Regions from separate parts of the Mus musculus genome. Here all the other regions are linked to region 3. Evidence: chromatin contacts called from public Hi-C data. All regions are on one chromosome and are shown on one strand. Each heading gives the region's core, a stretch centred on a gene start, on an enhancer-like site or on the middle of the called end of the contact. The rest is flanking DNA. Distances are from core to core; before and after follow the strand shown. Region 1 has its middle 18 kb from the start of Gm45949. Region 2 has its middle 35 kb from the start of Gm45949. Region 3 has its middle 100 kb from the start of Gm45949.

What was found. A called contact is a pair of places that touch in the nucleus more often than the background predicts.
Region 1: a Hi-C map of cerebral cortex shows a contact between it and region 3, with 2.8 times the contacts expected there. The contact joins two enhancer-like sites. A contact is called at or near these places in 3 of 484 Hi-C or Micro-C datasets (cerebral cortex and nephron progenitors) and 2 of 115 datasets of contacts at active chromatin or transcription factors (forebrain and trophoblast stem cells).
Region 2: a Hi-C map of cerebral cortex shows a contact between it and region 3, with 2.5 times the contacts expected there. The contact joins two enhancer-like sites. A contact is called at or near these places in 11 of 484 Hi-C or Micro-C datasets (8-cell embryo, B cells, the HL-1 cell line and 5 more) and 1 of 115 datasets of contacts at active chromatin or transcription factors (embryonic stem cells).

Annotation. Positions count from the first base shown.
Region 1 is chr13:46,041,889-46,044,588 of GRCm38.p6, forward strand. No RefSeq gene overlaps it. Among named protein-coding and RNA genes, the nearest start is that of Gm45949, 18 kb to the right of the region's middle. Within about 2 kb of position 1,378, at least 112 of the 459 cell types and tissues checked have an H3K27ac peak or open chromatin away from gene starts, as enhancers often do. A contact at or near this core is called in cerebral cortex and forebrain, where this site is marked.
Region 2 is chr13:46,095,333-46,098,032 of GRCm38.p6, forward strand. No RefSeq gene overlaps it. Among named protein-coding and RNA genes, the nearest start is that of Gm45949, 35 kb to the left of the region's middle. Within about 2 kb of position 1,294, at least 63 of the 459 cell types and tissues checked have an H3K27ac peak or open chromatin away from gene starts, as enhancers often do. A contact at or near this core is called in cerebral cortex and cortical neurons, where this site is marked.
Region 3 is chr13:46,160,810-46,163,509 of GRCm38.p6, forward strand. No RefSeq gene overlaps it. Among named protein-coding and RNA genes, the nearest start is that of Gm45949, 100 kb to the left of the region's middle. Within about 2 kb of position 1,307, at least 77 of the 459 cell types and tissues checked have an H3K27ac peak or open chromatin away from gene starts, as enhancers often do. A contact at or near this core is called in cerebral cortex, cortical neurons and forebrain, where this site is marked.

The sequences.
Region 1 (2,700 bases), core at 128-2,627, 120 kb before region 3:
CAGCTGAACTAGCTGCAGCCTGACGTTCGGTCTCCCACCCGCTTCAAGTCCTATGCTAGGTCACCTTAGATCTGCTTCTTAAGATACTGACCAGCAGAGGAAGCCATTGCTCCCACAAGGTGTGTCCAGCCATCGTGGAGTGGACCGTCAGAAGGCTCTGCCCTCAATATGGAAAACCTGCAACCTTAGTTTCATTAGTGATAATCTATCCATTAGCCTTCCAGAGCTGTGAAAACTAAATCTCACAGCCTGGCTGATTTACACATTGCTTAATTATTTCCCAGAATTCTTGAGGAGGCTTGCAAGTCTAACGTCTATGGCTGATTTCTCCCGGCTGTCCTCAGGCGGCCTTCCTTCTGTGTGTGCAACAAGGGCAAGATTACTTTGCTGTCCCTCTTCTGATAAGCCGCTAGCCTTGTGGATCAAGGCCCTGCCAAGTCGGTGATCCTATTTCCGTATTGTTTATGTTCAAATGGCCAGGTGATCAAATGGCTTCACGTGAGCATAGAACACAGGTCTACTGCAGGGGAAATGGCTTCCTTGGCCTGTGATTCAGCTTTGCTTCCTAGCCTTTCCTTCCTTTTCTCGGCCTTACATGGCTTCTCTGCTCGCTTCCTCTCTTCTCCCTCCTTCTCCCTCTGCTCTTCTCTCCACCCTCCCTCTTCTTCCCTCTCCTCTCCCCCTCCCACTCGTCCCTCCTCCACCTTCAATGGTATACTTAAACCCAGTGGCCCCTAGTCCTTTCGATGGCACTCAGTGTCTGTGTCCAGTTTCCACAAATTGAAACGGTCGACTAATGGGTAAAGCACAGACAAGCAAGGAAAGCAGACTCGATTGGGAAGGGATGTTTGTGTGAAGGTAGGCGTCATGTCCAAGATATGTGGTGTTATTACAGAACTGTGGGGAAGAAGGGACCCCCTCCCCCCCCCCACCCCGCGCCCACTGGATCAGAGCCCTGTGTAGAGTAAGAAATACCTCATGTAATGTTTTTTCAAATCATCATGTAAATTGGAAGTATTGCTCAAATTAATTCTAATGAGGTTCGGGGTGGGGGTGGGGGGTAAAAAAGCAAAACAAAACAAGTAACAACCAAAACTCTTTAATAAAGTGTTCTAAAAAGAAAAAGGAGAAAAAAAAAAAAAGAAAGGGAAAAAGAAAAGAAAGAATTATCGCCCACTTCTGCACTTCCTGCTTTTGGCAGGGACTGGGAGTGGAAGTCTGAAAACACTGTGAGACAGTCTGTTCTCATGGTATTTCTAGCTGAGAACAGGAAGGAGGGGAACTCTGTGAGAGAGCCTGTTTTGCAGTGATTAGCAGGCCAAAGAAGTTTCGCTGGGCACCGAAGCTTGACAACCCCCGTGAGATCGTCACCTTTATTGGGTCAGCCTACGAGATCTTTGCCGGAAGCAGAGCTATCACCAAGGAGACAAGCAGCGCGTGACACTACTCCTAGGTGGCCACCTCTCTCTAGCCAGAGTTAGGCACCAGAGACGGAGATGGGACCCACTGTGGCCCCTACCCTTCCCTTCCCGAGCCTATGAGGGAGTTAGAAAGATAACGTATCCATAAATGAAAAAATATTTGGAAATCGAAACCGTGCACACTCTGCTATGCCAACTGGGCAGACAATGCTAGGTAGGTGCCCCTCCTTGCGCTGCGCAGGGCTCCCTGTGGGCTTGCATTTGTGCCCCACCCAACCTCGGTACTCTACCCGCTCCTTGCTGGAATAGTCTGCACCTTCAGGCAAAGCTCGTTTCTAGACTAATTGTCTTGCCCATCTCCAGTCACAACAGACTTCCCTGTGTGTGATGTCAATGAGTCACGGAGGCTGAGTCACGTTAGCAATAAGCACGGGATGATTAATGCCTATTGATTGGCTGGGCGTGCTGGAACCAGAATGATTCCAAAGTCTAGACGGGCTCGTACTGTCCCCTAATTACCTGCGTAGGGTTCTGTGCTCTGGTGCCTAACGCTGCAGTAGGCATTCCAGGGAACGCCCTATGGTCAGTATAACTCCAATTAGATGGCATAAATTCCCTGAAGGCATGTACCAATGATGTCTTTACAGGCAAGACCAATCCAGGGCTTAGAGGGAGAGGTCAGGTGTTTCTACCACGCTTTCTCTGAATGCTCAAGGAGGAAGGAGGGGGAAGGGATGAGATTCCCCCCTTCTGAGATCATCCTTCACTTATCATTGAGAATACTGCCTGGGAAAAGATTTTATTTGATGTTTCCCTTTGATGAATTGTACTGATAAAGATGTTCTCCTAACAAAGGACTCGAATTCCAAGCTTGGCTGAAACAGCCATTGCTATGTGTAATTAATTATTTAAACCCAGAGAGTATGCTTACACAGTGAGAAAGATAACATTTGCTAAGGGTCATTTCCACTTAGGGCCCGCCACAATGAATTTACTATGACTTTTGTTTTGTGGGGTTTTTTGTTTTGTTTTGTTTGTTTGCTTGCTTGCTTGTTTATTTCTAAAGAGTTTCACTAAGTAGCCAAGGATGGCCTGTTGATCCTCCTGCCTCAGCCTCCTTAGTGTTGGATTTATCCAGTTAACAATGATATTTTGAGTAATGTGGCGACTTGATATACCCAACCAAGTAAGAGGATGGAGGAAGGAGTTCAGGGTTAGCATAGATTTCAGGATATGTCTATGTTGACATTTTCCAGATCTCTGTGTAAACCTAGGGTGG
Region 2 (2,700 bases), core at 44-2,543, 65 kb before region 3:
TCTCTGGGCATGACCGTGAGGGATTTTTCTTGATTAAGTTATTCAAGAGGGGGAGAACCATCCTAAAACTGAGCTTGTGTCCTGGTCTGCATAACAGAAAGGGGAAGCTTAGCATAGGTATTCACTACCCTGCTCCCTGACTGTAGATGCAATATGACCAGCTACCTCAAAGTCCTGACACCCACACCCCCTCACCATGATGGAGGTGGGATTCCTTTCTCTTGTGAATTGGTTTCATCATGATGTTTTATGACCATAACAGGAAAGGAAGTTAACTCATTGGTGTTTGAGAAATTTGATAAAGAAGTAAGTAGCTTGAAGTTTATTTTTAATTAATCATTTTATTCATTTACATTTCAAATAATATTCCCCTTCCTGGTAGCCCCTCCACAACCCCCCCCCCCATTTTGCCTTCCTTCCTCCCCCTCCCCTTTGCCTCCACCCACTCACCCATTCCAGTGTCACTGTTCTAGCATCCCCCTACGCTGGGGCATCAAGCCTCCATAGGAACAAGGGCCTCCCCTCCCATTGGTGTCAGATAACGCCATGCTCTGCTCTATATGTATCTGGAGCCATGGATCATTCCATGTATACTCTTTGATGAGTAGTTTAGTCCCTGGAGCTCTGGGCGGTCCAGTTAGTTGATATTGTTCTTCTTATGGGGTTGCAATCCCCTTCAGCTCCTTTAGTCCTTCCCCTAGCTCTTCCATTGGGGTCCCCAGCTCGGTCCAATGGTTGGCTGTGAGTATCTATCTGCTTCTGTATTGGTCAGGTACTGGTAGAACCTCTCAGGAACAGCCATACCAGGCTCCTGTCAGCAAGGGTTTCTTGGCATCAGTAATAGAGTAAGGGTTTGGTATCTGCAGATGGGATGGATCCCTAGGTGGGGTGGTCTCTGGATGGCCATTCCTTCAGTCTCTGTTCAAAGGAGGGAATCCTTTAACACCAGCTGAAGAAATCCATGCAATGGATTTTAAAGTTAGACATCTAAAAGGATTAACTCCCAGGACAATGGTTTGACTTGTTATGAGTCTCTGTGATGAAAGAGAGGAGGAGATGGTCTCTGGAGCTAAAAACAGGTGCCAAGCCTCCACGAGTCTTTCTCTTCCTCTGACAGATCCATGAGTAATTGACTTCATTTACCAAACAGGCTGAGCACAACGTAAAATTATGCTACTCATCTGAACTGAAAAATCTCCTCTGTTTTCCTGCATAGTCTCAGAGCGCCATGTGTGAGAGAACGCGACAGAATAGAAACTGATTATGCAAAATGAGAGAGAGGAGAGAGAACTGCATCTCTTGGTGGCATGTGGCAGCCTGGCGGGGAAGGCAGAGCCCAGGGACATTGGGTGCTATCTCTGACGACCATGTGTCACAAGCTGAGTGGCAGGATGGAGCTAGGATATGGGCTTATGTGTCCTTCCACACAGCCCTCTATGTTGTGTACGAGTTACACACAGGTGTTCCTCACACTTTCAGAGAGGCATCTGAGGGGCGACTCAAACACCCACGTGAAGGTAAGGAGGACCACACTATTCATTATTTCTTTTTTTTTTCCCCTGCTTTGTGGCGTTTTTCCCAGAGTCTCCATTCTGGTCTTTACAGCTCCTTCTAGAGATTTGAATATTCCTTAAGAACCCAGCCCACTCAGCACAGCAATTGCAAGAGCTTTGAAGAGGACGGAAGAGGTTACTTGATTACATAGAGAGGTGATAAGGAGGTGGCAGCACTCTGAGAGTCTAGACAGAACAGGGAATCAAAGTGATGGTCTAAAGATAAGCCTGATTGTTCAGGATGTCTACCAAACCAGTGCGAGCCTAGGAGCTATCCAGGGTCCTGGCTTCCTCCTCCCTCACCTCAGGGTCTTGCTGCGTTGGAGGCTAGAGCAAATCCCTGCTGTGGGCGTGGCTTCAGCTTGAATTCATTCCAGCTTGCTTCCCCTTTCAGTGTTCTGCTAGACCTCAGTGATCCCAGAACCAACCACTTGCAAGCCTCGGGCTTCATCTGATTTGGATAGCCAGCTCCATCTGATGCCACCTGCACTGTGGTGTTAATTAAGAACAGGCGGTTTCCTGGACATTTCTCAGTAACTGTATTTACACAGGGACACACACACACACACACACACACCCCACAGGTGCTCACATCATTAGGCTGTGCTGTATTTTTAGATACATTTTTGCATAAGCACACTGCACTGAACTCATGTACAGCAAATAGATCATGCCTTAATACCTGACCTCTCCCCAAAGTTTGTGTATATATATATATATATATATATATATATATATATATATATATATGACTGAATTCAGAAACTAATAAAACTCAGCATACAAAATCCTGTGCCCTGGAGGAAGGTTTGAAGACCTATGTAAGGAAATCTGTATACTGATGCCTAACTGTAATCATGGCTATAAAGAAGTACCACAAAAAGTGTCATGATCTCAAGGCTGGCACTTTGACTACAGGCATTTGATTCTCTGCCCCTTTATCACCTTCTGAATTGACGACAGGATTCTAAGGACCATGTCTCAGGGCATAGGGACTTGCCTTATTCAGATCTTGGAAAATCTGAACACTAAAATAATTAAGCAGAGTAAGAGATCACAAGCCACTGGGGGTGGGCGGGGCGGAGATTACAAAACCACCTGTCCATGCTGAACCTAAGGGGAAAGGTAATTCAAGGAGAAGAAAGCA
Region 3 (2,700 bases), core at 57-2,556:
GGGCTGTAAATCAGGGCTCTTTGTGACCTGGCATGGTGAAAACCCCAGGATCTTCTAGCATAGCCTCCCAGTGTGACAATACACACACTACTGGTGGCCTGCAGGGATAGAGAGAGAGAGAGGGCAAAGGCAATCCAACTCTGCTCCCAGGTGTCCCTACCGACTTGCTACGCCAGAACAAGAAGACCATTTGGAAAGCATAGTTTCTCGATGTCTTGCTTGTCTAGATGTGTGTACACAAGTTGGCTCAATGATGTCCTGATGCTGCATTTCAAACTCAGTAACATGTGACTCTACCCTGGACCTGCACCAGGCACTATACTCTAAGGACTTTGTGTCTAGCCACACCTGTGAGGCGGGGGTTGGGGGGGGGTGGGGGGCTAGGACTATCAGTCCCATTTCATATGTGAGCAAGCTGAGGTACAGAGGGCTTAACTCATGGCTAATCAATGCCAGAGCACAGGGAGTCCAGCTGCACATGCTCATGAATACAGCCTTTTGATCAGGGTGCCTTCCCTTTGAAGTTGGCCAGCAGGTCTAAACGCTACTTTAGAAACTGCCGGTGGCATGCTTGAGCTTGCTTTTAGGGGGGTTGGCAGCCAGAACTTCACTCATCCACACTGTGCTAGCTTGCTTCCCAGCATCTGCACACTCCCTGGATGTTTACAAGTGACACGGCCACTTGAATGAGTCACTGTCAACTCCCATCGGCATTCTGCCCGCCCCCTAAATGCCCACAGGACACCATGCTAGGCTCTCAGCCACGCAAGGCTCATATTTCTCTGAGCTAGAGCTGCCTTCATTTCTTCCCTTCCCACCCATCTACAGCATTAGTCCGATCTCCCAACTTACTGCTTCATAGTGGTGCTTTGGGCTCATGAAGTCTCTTAAGTATGATCTGATCACTGTCTCTACCTTAAGCTTGGCCCATTTGCTAGGGCTTATTATGCAAAGGCCAGCGCTGTGCCCAGCTCAGAAACTCCCCGAGGATCATAGGAGTAGCATGTGTGTGGAAATCTTTCTCCACACATCGCTGATCTGAGGCATAATCTGTAAGCACGCATATACATTGCACTCAGTGGTCACATGCTCCCCCTCCCACTTCGGGAACACTGGAGCTGGGAAAAAGCAATCAGAACCTGGGCTGGGGCTCTTGGCGGAGAAGCAGAAGATTTCAGGTGAGCAGTGGATGCAAAGAGCAGAGGCAGTGACCTTTGTGATTCGCAGCGCTTTCTGTTCTGCAGCTTGCACGGCAGGGACCCTGACATCAGAAGCTCTGATGGCCCGAGGCTGTGTTGGAGAGAAAAAGAAATAAAGACAGCCTGCCCTACTTCCAGCTTGTCTAGTAATCCATGTGCAGTCGGGAACCTGGGCCGGGCAAGAGTGTGTGGATGAGCGACCTCTAGTGGCTGCTATTGGGAAGCGCTTCCCCTGTTTTGAAGGCTGCAAGATAGGTTTGTGTCCATCCTCAGCTGCGTGGTAGGAGGATTTAGATGAATATATAAACATGCAAACTTAAGGAGCTTATCCTTCGGTCTGAGGAAGTCAGAAGAACACACAGCTTCTCTACTGAGAAGTAGGAACTTCTGAGGAGGCAAAGTAGGTAACTCAGGAAGCTGAATCCAGAGGGATGGGAACTGTAGAGGACAATTGGAAGGCCACCTTGGATAGGAGAATAGCCCAAAGCAGGCAGGAGGGGAAAAGAATCCCTGATGACATGAAAAAGAGATTTCACGTGAAAAAAATCAAGTCGTCTGAGGTATATTGGGTTGCCTGTAAAATAAGCCTGGGCTGGGAAAACAGTTCTTCACAGCCTCTGTGTGTGTGTGTGTGTGTGTGTGTCTACGTGTGTGTGTCTGTCTGTCTGTCTGTATCTGTGTGTGTGTCTGTATGTCTCTGTGTGCCTGTGTGTGTCTTTGTCTGTGTGTCTCTGTGTGAATGTGTGTGTCTCTGTGTGAATGTGTGTGTGAATGTGTTTTTGTGTGTATGTCTGTGTGCCTGTGTATCTCTGTGTGTCTGCCTGTTTGTCTGTCTCTGTGTGTATGTTTTTGTCCCTGTGTCTGTGTGTCTCTGTGTGCCTGTGTGTGTGAATGTGTTTATCTGTGTGTGTATCTGTGTGTGTATGTGTGTATGTCTGTGTCTTTGTCGGTGTGTGTGTCTGTTTCTCTGTGTTCCTGTGTGTCTTTGTCTGTGTGTCTCTGTGCCCGTGTGTGTGAATGTGTTTGTCTGTGTGTGTGTGTTTATGTGTGTGTCTGTGTGTGCTTGTTTTTGTATCTGTGTGCCTGTGTGTGCTTGTTTTTGTATCTGTGTGCCTGTGTGTGTCTGTGTGTTGTTAGTGTCTCTGTGTGTGCCTGTATGTTTCTGTGTGTTGTTTGTGTGTGTTTGTGTGTCTCTGTGTGTGTCTGTGTATGTGTCTGTGTGTGTCTGTGTATTGTTTGTGTCTCTGTGTGTCTCTGTGTGTGTGTCTGTGTGTGTATTCACAAACACATGTGCTTGGTGTATGCTTACGGAGATCAGAAGAAAAATTACCAGAGTTAGTTCTTTTAGTCCTACATCGAGTCCAGGGAATTAAACTCAGGTCATCAGGCTTGGTAGCAAGAGCTTTGATCCCCAGAGCCACCTCACTTGTCCCCTTGGGCTCTTTGTGATGTACCCTTCTTGGATCTCCACTGTGGAAAACTATCTCATCTCCCAGCCTGG